2 separate regions of the Mus musculus genome follow, and region 1 is linked to region 2. A link is a contact called in public Hi-C data. All regions are on one chromosome and are shown on one strand. The core of a region is the stretch at or near the end of the contact, and the rest is flanking DNA. Distances in the headings are between cores, read along the strand shown. Region 1 holds the start of Rbbp9 (retinoblastoma binding protein 9, serine hydrolase). Region 2 overlaps Bfsp1 (beaded filament structural protein 1, in lens-CP94).

Region 1 (5,371 bases), core at 1,926-4,425, 710 kb before region 2:
TTAGCTTCAACAGCCTGGAACATGCTCTTCAGTGATGTGAACCCAGGTTCTCTCTGGAATCTTAGTGAAAACATGTAGAGCATGGCTAGATGGCTCAGCAGATAAAGATGCTTGCCTCTAGGCCTGTGGACCTGAGGACCATCCCTGGAACCCACATGGCTATTAAAGAAGAGAAACACTTCCACAAAGTTGTCCTTTGATCCTAACACCCATGCCATAGCACATGCACCTTCCACACAAATAAAAATAATAATAGATACAATAAAGTTTTTAAAAGAAATATTATACAAATAAGATATTCCAAACAATTTACTTAACTCACCTGTTAATGAGGAAACCAATAAAGATGTTCAAATTGGTTTTAAGAAAATCTTGGGCTGGTGAGATGGCTCAGTGTGTAAGAGCACCCGATTGATCTTCTGAAGGTCCTGAGTTCAAATCCCAGCAACCACATGGTGGCTCACAACCATCTGTAAGGAGATCTGACTCCCTCTTCTGGAGTGTCTGAAGACAGCTACAGTATACTTACATATAATAAATAAATAAATAAATCTTAAAAAAGAAAGAAAGAAAAATCTCATTTATAAAAACTTATATTCTCTACCACACAGCATTATATGACTTGTTATGGGCATCAGTTTTGTGTGTGTGTGTACCCATCAACTTTCTAAAGTTAATCTCTGTCTCTACCAAGCTGTAAAGTCCAGGTATGAAAGTACACATCCCTCAGATGACATCAGCACATCTCATAAAAAGCCCGTCAATCCATGAGATATAATTTCTCTTGTCTATTTCAAAATGTTTTACAGACTCCCAGCATATTGTAATGGTTAATATTCTCAACTTAGCTGGATTTTAGAACCAACTAGGAAACACCACTATGGATGTATCTAAGATAGCATTTCTTTTTTTTTTTTTAAGATTTATTTATTATTATATGTAAGTACACCGAAGCTGACTTCAGACACACCACAAGAGGGCATCAGATCTCATTACGGGTGGTTGTGAGCACCATGTGGTTGCTGGGATTTACACTCAGGACCTCTGGAAGAACAGTCAGTGCTCTTACCCACTGAGCCATCTCGCCAGCCCTAAGATAGCATTTCTAAACAGGCCTAACTGAAGAAGGAAGACCTACCATCTCCTATGTTGGGGGTCCAGGCTGAATAAAGTGAGGAAAGGAGGTGGCCAGATGAGTATTGGTTTTCCCTTTCTCTGTGGCTGACACTATAGACTAAGCCATCCTGCCTCCATGTCTTTCACGGCATATAGACTCTGAACTGTGAGCCCTCATGCCTTTCCACTATGATAGACTATGTTTCTCTAAACTGGGAGCTAAAGTACGCCCTTCATCCCCCAAGTTGCTTTCTGTCAGACGTTTTCTCACAGCAACAATAAAAGTCTACACAGAACAATATTGTACTGAGAAGTGAGTTGGTTCCGTGAGGAACATGATCAGTGTAGTTCCTGGGCCTTTCTGAACTGTTTACGGGACAATGTTAAAAGAATATGAAGCTGTAGGCTGGAGATTAGAGAGCTATAGGCAGAGATGAATGGACCGTCCAATGAGACTTTTGGAAAGTTGGAATGCCAATAGAAACATGAACAACAAAAGGTCTGCTTATGACGTTTCAGATGGGAGCAAAAACTGCTGAGAAATGAGGTCATTGGTGTGAGAGTCTGGCAAAGACCATTCATGGCTGTGTTCTCACTGTGTCCCGAAAACTCAACTGAACCAAATTCAATAGGGGCCATCTATCGGTCCACAATGTCACATGAACAGTTAATACCAAGTTCTGCTGCCACTCAGATGCAGGCAGGCCCTGGTGAGCCATGGATGTCATGGCTTCTGCATGCCTTCAACGATGGAACTGGGAACCCATGTTCCTTGGCCAGGTGTGGATGAAGAAGTTTCAAATGAGTATGACATTACATCTAGGCTGAGGCATGGCTATTGTTATCACATTTATTGTGGCTTATGATAGATTTTTAGCAGGAGGAAGTAAAAATGCAGTATAGGATGAATGAGAACACGAAAATGTTAAAAGATGCAGATTAGGGAGAGAGGGAGAAAGCAGCTTTAATTAAAAAGAGATTGACACCATTAATGGAAAACTTCCACACTGGGGCAGTAAGAAATGTGCCCGGAGGATCAGACTCCACCCATTAGGGTTTCGACTCCTAAAAGGACAAATGTGTTTAAAAGGAGAGAATGCCTCCACCCCTCTCAAGGGTTTACTGCTGGAACATGGCACCATGGCTCACCAGGGTCTGCCTGCATTCGTGTGGCACCAGAACTTGGTGTTAATTGTTCATGTGATGTTGTCCTTGCAAGCATGCCAAATATGAGTAAGAGGGATTTGCTAGGCACATTGGCATATAAGGTAAGTTGATGTCTGTGAGTTCAAAACCAGCCCAGCATACCTAATGAGACCTTACTTAAAAATAAATAAATAGGTAAAATGAGAGCACATGGAGGCTTGCTCTCAGATTCTAGAAAGCTGCTACCACTAACAAAATATGACCCGGTTGTATTGTTTGCCAAGAAGCCCTGAAAGGTTGTTGCATGAGCCCGTGAAAGTGGAGCTTCAGTGGTAGTGGATAGCATAGGACACTGGAGACACAGCTCATGTCCAGCATTCATGGAGTGGGAAGCAGAGAGGTCCCTGAAGCTCACTGGCTAGCTACTCTTGCTAAACCAATGAGCTCCAAATTCACAGATCTTGTCGCAAAACCCAAATGTAATGTGGAAATGAAGGAAAGAAGACACCCAACACTGACTGAATGTGGTGACACTCCTTTAATGCCAGCACTCAGGAGACAAAAGCAGGCAGATCTTTGTGAGTTCTAGGCCAGTCTGGTTTACATAGACAGCTCCAGGCCAGTAAGGGGCTACGTAATGAAACTGTCTTAAACAAATTAAGGAAAGTTCATTTGAAAAAAATAAACCTTCCTTAAAGAAGTATTGGTACAACTAATAAAAAGATAACACATTATGAGCACACTGTTGCCAGGACATAAGGGATGTGGAGTATGAGAACGCTGGAAAAGGGTAAATCAAAGATAATTAATATTTGATGGTAATTCACAGGGTTTGAGTTTAGCTGCCTGTGCTTTAGCCAGAAAATGCGTAGGCCTGCAGGTATCCAAGAACTACAATTCCCAGAAGTCCGCAGTGCAGGCTCTGGGCCGGATGTAGTCTTGGTCTGAGAGCTGCTGGTCCAAGCTGGGCAAGGGTCTCCCACGTCTACATTCATGGCGTCCCCCAACAAGGCAGTGATTGTTCCCGGGAACGGAGGCGGGGATGTGGCCACCCACGGCTGGTACGGCTGGGTGAAAAAGGGGCTGGAGCAGGTAAGGAATGCTAGCCCCTGCTCTTCAACCAGCTTGGCTCGGAGTGAAGAGAGAGGGAACGAAAGGCGAGGCTCGCAGATGTGGTCCGTATACTACCTAGCGAACAGCTCAAAAAGCAGAAGGCGCAGGTTTTGGCACTAAAAGGAAAACCTGTTTTACAACTAGAGAGAATGCCCCCTCCGCACCCCCATCGGCTGCCAGTTTAGATTCCAGACTTTCCAGATAATTTTATGTTTATATTCATTTCTTTGTTTTTAGTTCACTATGTGATATTTAATATAAACAACGGATTGTATAGTATACAATAAACTACCAAACTGAGATTTTTTTTTTCCTGTGCTGTCCAACCCAAGGTGTCTTTGTGTGTCCTGTACAATTGAGCTACACTCTCAGGACAAATAAGAACATTGCCCGTATCTTCTGAATAATCCGTCTGCTCCCTGTCCCCCCACCCTTATGACATTCTGAAGTTTATTTTGCTTCTTTTTAAATTATTGTGTGCAGGGGCACATCTGGAGGTCAGAAGACATTTTTGGAATTAGTTCTTTCTTACCTTTACACAGGTTCTGGGAATCGAACTCAGGTCACTGGGCTTGTACTTCAAATGCCTTGGCCAGCTGGGCTGCTTGTCTGGCCTTTTTGCTACACCTTTTAAAACTTAAAAGTATTTTTTACAACCATGATTATAATCATTAAACAACGGATTGTTTAATGTGGTTTCTTTGTGAACTTTATAGAATGAATGTGTGTGTGTGTGTGTGTGTGTGTGTGTGTGTGTGTGTGTGTGTATAAAATATATAATTGCACCTTAGGTGGTCCTGTGCCTAAAACTTATTTGTTGTTGTTGTTGTTTTTGTTCTTCGAGACAGGGTTTCTCTGTGTAGCCCTGACTGTCCTGGAACTCACTCTGTAGACCAGGCTGGCCTCGAACTCAGAAATCCGCCTGCCTCTGCCTCCCAAGTGCTGGGATTAAAGGCATGCGCCACCACTGCCCAGCCTGTGCTTAACTTTTAATAAAACAAAACCCTCTTCTATATCCCAGAAATTGGTTTCCTGCTTTGGCCTCTAGAATAGAATTTCAGGAGAAAAGATTCTGTTTGGAATAAAACTTCAGGGTTGTGACTGAAAGTTATGGACAAAGCTACCAACTCTTGGGTCAAGCTGAAAATGGCCAGTGGGATGGGATGCCCAACTTCCTCAGTGGTGTCTCTGTTCTTTTTGACCATCTTTCTGTGGAACAGTGTTCAGCTCAGGTCATTCTGTCCCTAGCACGTTCACTTAGGTCTTCTCTATAGGTACATGACTTGGAGATAAGCACAGATTGCAAGTGCAGGAACCAGTCTCTGAGGACTTCTACAAAACTGGATAGAAAACTATCATATGTGACTGTATATTCATCTGAAGCCCTGTAACACTACTTAATCTATTTCACATCATAATATTAGCAAATATTTACTGAGCTAAGCGAGGTCATATCAGATGTCACATTTTTAAGCTCTTTATTATAGCTTTTTCTTCTCCCTTACGTCACAGATTCCTGGTTTCCAGTGTTTGGCTAAAAACATGCCTGACCCAAGTAAGTCTGAAATTTGTTTTTTGAAAAGCCTCATCTGTTAGGTTTTGAGCTCACCATTTGCAGGGTGGGGCTTGGAAGCAGAAATATCATAGAAAAAGGACAAAATAAATAAACGCTAAGAACAAATAAAGCAGGGAGCTCGAGGTGGCGGGTCTAAGCCTACACACACACACACACACACACACACACACACACAGACGATTTCAGTAACAAGAAAAGCATCCAGGAAATGGTAAAATTTAACTTTTAACTTTGTAAGCTAGCAACTGTATTTTCCATGTTTAAATGTCCATAGACATCTTCAGGCAAGATTTAGGTGTTCTGTGTGAAACAGGTAAAATAAAGCCTCACAGTATCTCGTAGAGTTCCTGTGTATTTAAAATTATAAGATCGCCCTTTTTGGGGAGAGGAGTCCGTCCATGACTTGGTTCAGGAAAGAAG
Region 2 (5,801 bases), core at 1,850-4,349:
CTCCGTTTTCATGACCCTAATCACCTTCCATAGGTTTCCACTCACCAATGCCTTAGCAGATCGGGGATTGGCACATGAGCTTGGGGGGATACAAAGAAGGGTTCTTACTCCTTCATTGTCTCTTTTATCTTTGCACTTCTTTGTCTGAATCTCAGTCTGGCCTCCTCATGCAGGAGAAGCTGTTCACAGAACGGGAAGTGGCTGCCCTGCAGAACCAGCTGGAGGAGGGCCGAGAGGCAGTCACCCACCTGCAGGCACAGAAAGCTGAGCTGCAGGCCCAGGTATGATCCATCTTCGGCGTATCTTATTGAACCGACACATGAAGGCAGAGGTGTCCAGTTCTGTGGTGTACAGACTCAGCACACCCGTGTGCCCTGCACCACAGCATTCTGAGCAGGGGAACAAACACCTTGCTTTGCCCTGGGCTGAGATTTCCCGGAATGTGTGTTTTAGCATTCTGCTAAGAAGAGTTCTGGGACATAGGATGACAGGGATGGAGACAGGGACACGTGGACACCCAGCCTCATGGTGGCTCTTCTCTTGTCTCCATTGAGTCACATCTCTTCTACCAAGGAAAATAACACATCTCATCATGGATCACTTTGCCTTTGTCAAGCCTGTTAACATTTAGAAAACACACACACACACACACACACACACACACACACCAGGGTTTTAACCACATATTCACTCAAATCTGGGCATCCCTGTTTTTCCTCTCCCTGTGGTCTCTCCTTTGGAATTGATGATGGTCTGGGAAGAGTGCCCGCAGGGAGGCAGGAGGCTGGCTTGTACCAGTGTTCGCCTCTCATGAGATGTCTGCTAGTGTGAGGCTCACAGTTCTGTTTCCTTTTAAGTTGTGGGTTTCATGGTTCACAGCCCTGACTGCTTCACACGCTCTCATTTCCATGCAGATGGGCACAGAGACGTTGAATGTCGGGCTTAAATGCTGCCCTTCCTACAGCTGGGTAACCACACATCCCAAACCAATCAATTGGCATTTAGTAGACAGGTACCCTCAAGGAACAAACGAGAAAAAGATCTAAAATTCTGACTGTAAAACCCGGGGCATCTGGGTTGTCATGACACTCAGGGCCTACTGTTCAGAGTCCAGGGCATCAGGAAAAACTTAACTGGATTCTCATTTAATCACCATTTCTGACATCCTGTTTTCCATCCCCACTGGGCCCCTCATAAAGCTCTCACTGTGCAGCAGTCCCAGAAGACAATGCTACAACAAGGGGGCAACAAGGAACAGTGGTTGCCCCCTGAGTGAAAGATCACAGGAGAGAAATTGAGTCAGGCCTTAAAAATGCCTTCTTCCCAGGACATAACCATGCCTCAGGGACTAGATACTTCTCAGTGACCGTGGTTTCTTTTGAGGGAGGGAGGGGAGTGGAGAAGGGAGAGATGGAGAAATGTTTATGTAGAGAATGTGGTGTGTGTGTGTGATATGTATATAGTGTGTGTGGTGTATGTCGTATATGTGTATATAAGGTCTGTGGGTAGTGTGTGAGTATATGAGGTGATTTGAGTGTATTTGCTGTGTATGTATGTAGAGTATATTGTAAAGTGTGTATGATATGTATATTGCATGCATGTGTAATGTGAAGGGTGCGTGGGCTCTGCATGTGTGCATGTATGTGTATATACATGTGTATATGTGGGGTGTGTAATGTCAGGTATATGTGTGGCGTGTGATGTTCATATGAAGTATGACTTATTCATCTATCTGTGTAGGGCATATGTGCATGCACGTGGGATGTGTGTATGGTGTAAGTGTTTTACATGTGACTGAGGAAGTGGGTGTAGGCCCAGTCCCGGTTCTGGAGACTGTGGTTTTCAAATTGTTCCTTGAAATTCACCAGGTGTAAAATGAATTCAGTAGAATTGACTGGTACAAAAAAGGAAGAAAGCAGGCTGGAGAGATGGCTCAGGGGTTAAGAGCACTGGCTGCTTTTCCAGAGGTCCTGAGTTCAATTCCCAGCAACCACATGGTGGCTCACAACCATCGGTAGTGGGATCTGATGCCCTCTTCTGGTGTGTCTGAAGATAGTGACAGTGTGTTCATATACGTACAGTAAATACATAAGTCTTTATAAAAAATTAGAAGAAAGCAACACAATGGCGCTGGGAATAAGAAGTAACAGAATGCATGGCAGTGAGAAGTATACAAAGTTTATCCTGGAAAACTTTTGTCTTAAATGTATCTGTATATTTTTGACTACACATGTATTTGCTCAAATGCACACATATGATGTGGCCTATGGTGTGAACTATGTCACTTCCTGTGGTCTGGGTGACAAAGTTGAAAAACACAGCCCTAGATACTAAAAAGATCAAGGCCCTAGCCTCACATGGAAAATTTTAGTTCTGCGGGGGGGGGGGAGGGGGGAGACTGTTTGTCTTTCTTTGTGTGCACACATATTTTTGATGGCTATAAAACCATGATATGTATAGGAAGTGTGTGATCTATTGATGTAGGGTACATGTGCCTGCATGTGGGATGTGTGTATTGTGCATGTGTGCATGGGACTGAGGAAGCAGGTGCAGGCCTGTTATGGTCCTGGAAACCCATGTTTTTCAAACTCTTAGTTATAGTTCATTGGGTGGGAAACAACAGGCTTGGCCTGGTTTCTGAGTACATGAGGTATAACTGTTGGGTCAGGTCCTGTTCTCAGCCTCTGACACTACTGAGACTTAGCAGTTTATCTCTGTGTCTAAGGTAGGGTCTCACTTTCTCCTCTAGGTTCCCTTCCCTGTCCCTAGATTTTATTAGTCTGGTGAAGTTTGTGGATCCTTTCTCATAAAATGTTGTTGAAGGCAAAAAAAATTATTCAAAGCAAGCCAATTCTATAAAGATAGTTATCCATATGTTATCCAGTGTCCTTGACTCGAGGGGTCATGTCTGGATGAATCTGCAGCAAGCTGAAGTAACCTGAGGTGCACATGGCTTTTATATGGCCCACTTATCTATTACACACCCCAACCTTACAGCACAGCACCCTGTCGAGTGTAGGGTGTGTCCTGGCTGATACAGTCATGGCTTGCTGCCACACCACTGCTATGCACGAAGGCAAAATGCAAACAGGAAGCATGGCCTCTACAGAAAGCACAGTGCTTCCACACTGTGGTCAAGTGGACCAGTGCACGTCCATGATGCTCTGCAGGGCATGTACAGTCGCTTGTCAGTATCCAAGGGGGATTAGTCTTCACAACCCCACAGGTACTGAAAATCACACTTGCTCAAGACTCCAAAGTGCTTAGTGCTTGTATGTGAACTATGAAGTTCTCCCATAGCCTTGAACTCAACCCCAACAACTTATAACATCCAGGATAGTGTGAGTGGGTATAAGTAGTTTTATTTTTTATTATTTAGGAAATGATGACAAACATGGTTATACACACACACACACACACACACACACACACACACACACACATATATATATATTTTTCAGCAGAGGCATAATTGGTTGATTGGGACTCTTAGGATCCAGAGAGGTGACTGTTCAGTAACAAAATACTGAACATAACAAAATTGGTCTAACAAAATAACAAAAATTGGTCTAATGAACCTCAGGTGTGCCACCTTCACGGGTTGTCACAGCCCATGTATGTGACGTGGCTCCTGCGTATTTTCTCATTTTCACACTGTTCTGTAAGTCAGGGAGTGGGGCAAGCAGGTTGGTCTCTCTGTTCTGGGTCTCCCAGGGTGGCATAAAGTGTGTGTGTGTGTGTGTGTGTAGTCCACCTGGGCCCCTGCTGGAGGATCTTATGGGAGAACTTGCTCACAGTGTCGGGTGTGTGGTTGGTACAAGTCAATTCCGACAGGCTATAGTGGGGAGGACCCTGTTTAGTCAAAGAGGTTGTGCATTCCTTGGCCCAAGGCTATTCCACGCCAGCGCTGTGTGTAAAGTCCTGGGTCTAACCCTCTGCCTCCAACTTCTCCTCTTAGCTGCTGCTGCTGCTTCTGCTTCTGCTTCTTCTTCTTCTTCTTCTTCTTCTTCTTCTTCTTCTTCTTCTTCTTCTTCTTCTTCTTCTTCCTCCTCCTCCTCCTCCTCTTCCTCCTCCTCCTCCTCCCCCTCCCCCTCCCCCTCCCCCTCCTCCTTCTCCTCCTCCTTGGCTTATGTGATTAGGATTAATTTAATTAATTTAAATAACTTACTTTGTGGTGCTGGTTAAGGTTTTCGATGCTTCCAGAATGTCTCCCGGTTAGGACCTTCAGGGTAAGTTCCCTGGCCCAGCAGCATCAGCAGCATCTGGGAACTTGTCAGAAGTGCAGATTCACGGGTACATCCAGACCAGCTGTGGCCTGGCAACTCCTGTCGTAACAAGTCCTCCAGGCGGCTCCACAGGCATTAGATCCATGCCTCTAAGAACAGAGCCCGAGATTGGAGCTGGGGGCCTCTCCTTCAAGTCAGCCAAACACAGGTGCCCAAGTCCCCTGGGGATTAATTTCTTCCAGGCGGACAAGGAATGACAGACAATTCAGTGTCTTGACAGGACCTGAAAACGGTTTTATTGATTGGCAAACAGGATGAGCCCTGACCTCTTTTTCATCAAGGTTCTTTACCGCCATCTAGTGGTGAGATTCAGCATCAGCGCTTGATCAGGGCACCATCCCTGAAGCAAAACAAAACACAGGACATTTACACCCCCCCCCCCTCTCTCTCTCTCTCTCTCTCTCTCTCTCTCTCTCTCTCTCTCTCTCTCTCTCTCGTGTGTGTTCACTCGTGCATATATGTGCATGCATGTGTGGAGTTCAGAAGACAACTCTCACAAGTCTATTCTTTTCCTTTTATTGTTTGGGCCCTGGGGCTCAGACTCAGGTTGTTAGGCTTGGTAACAAGAAACTTTACCCACAAAGCCAACATGCTGGATATATCATCATCATCGTCATCGTCATCATCATCATCGTCTTTACCTAAATTAACCCATTTATTGTCAGAGGTTTCAAATAGTGATGCTCCCATTGGTCTTTAGATCCTTCCGTCCTCTGATGGCTCACTTGACTGTGACAGAATTGTGGTGGGTCCAGGCCCTGACAGCCACTGTTCTTACACAGGGCCACATGCCTATGGCCCACATCTTTGCCTTAGTCTTGCCACAGGAGGGACAAGGATACTTAGTATGCTGCCTGATTTCAATTTTCTTCACCATTTTCTAGGTAGCGCTTCTCAACCTGTGGTTTACAACCCCCTTTGGCAGCTATTTTATCTCCAAAAATGTTTATATTATGATTTATAACAGTAGCAAAATGACAGTTGTCAAGCAGCAACAGAAATAATGTTATGGCTAGGGGGTCACCACAGTAGGAGGAACTGTATTGAAGGGCACAGCATTAGGAAGGCTGAGAAGCCCGGGAGGCAGGCACCATATTGGGTCCCACAGTTACTGACAGTTGTGACCTACTCGGTGCATTTAGCCATGGCACTGAGATTTAGGGATGATCCCGAGAGCCTCTTCCTCCTGTTACATAAAGGTCTTACGCCCAACAGCGTTCTGGTCTTAAGCGGACTGAGGCCGGACTTCACTGCACAGAAGGGCAGTTATCGGCTCCTGCAAAGACTCCTGCTGCCCTGCGCTGCTGTCTGAAGAGATAGAAAGAGACAGACCATCTATGCTCTAAGCAGAGAACATTCATCTCGCTCACAGTGTGAAGTGCACGCTTGCGCGTGGCTCCTGCCCTCCTCCCGCCTCTCTCTCCTGCTTTAGACACTCCCCTCCAGATAACCCTGGCTGCTCTTCCTTTCTTCTGGCTCCTAGGGTACCTGTCTTTTATGAATAATTTCTTTCTT

The links. A called contact is a pair of places that touch in the nucleus more often than the background predicts.
Region 1: a contact with region 2 is called in a Hi-C map of pro-B cells, with 4 times the contacts expected there. The contact joins the promoter of Rbbp9 here to the enhancer-like site in region 2. A contact is called at or near these places in 2 of 39 promoter capture datasets (embryonic stem cells and pre-B cells), 1 of 484 Hi-C or Micro-C datasets (pro-B cells) and 2 of 115 datasets of contacts at active chromatin or transcription factors (large pre-B cells and pro-B cells).

The regions. Positions count from the first base shown.
Region 1 is chr2:144,548,663-144,554,033 of GRCm38.p6, reverse strand. It overlaps Rbbp9 (retinoblastoma binding protein 9, serine hydrolase), which reads left to right and starts at 3,175. Exons shown (of 5, transcript NM_015754.2): 1 at 3,175-3,354; 2 at 4,888-4,930. The coding sequence starts at 3,256.
Region 2 is chr2:143,836,154-143,841,954 of GRCm38.p6, reverse strand. It overlaps Bfsp1 (beaded filament structural protein 1, in lens-CP94), which reads left to right. Exons shown (of 8, transcript NM_009751.2): 5 at 174-281. Among named protein-coding and RNA genes, the nearest start is that of Bfsp1, 24 kb to the left of the region's middle. Within about 2 kb of position 3,099, at least 92 of the 459 cell types and tissues checked have an H3K27ac peak or open chromatin away from gene starts, as enhancers often do. A contact at or near this core is called in pre-B cells and pro-B cells, where this site is marked.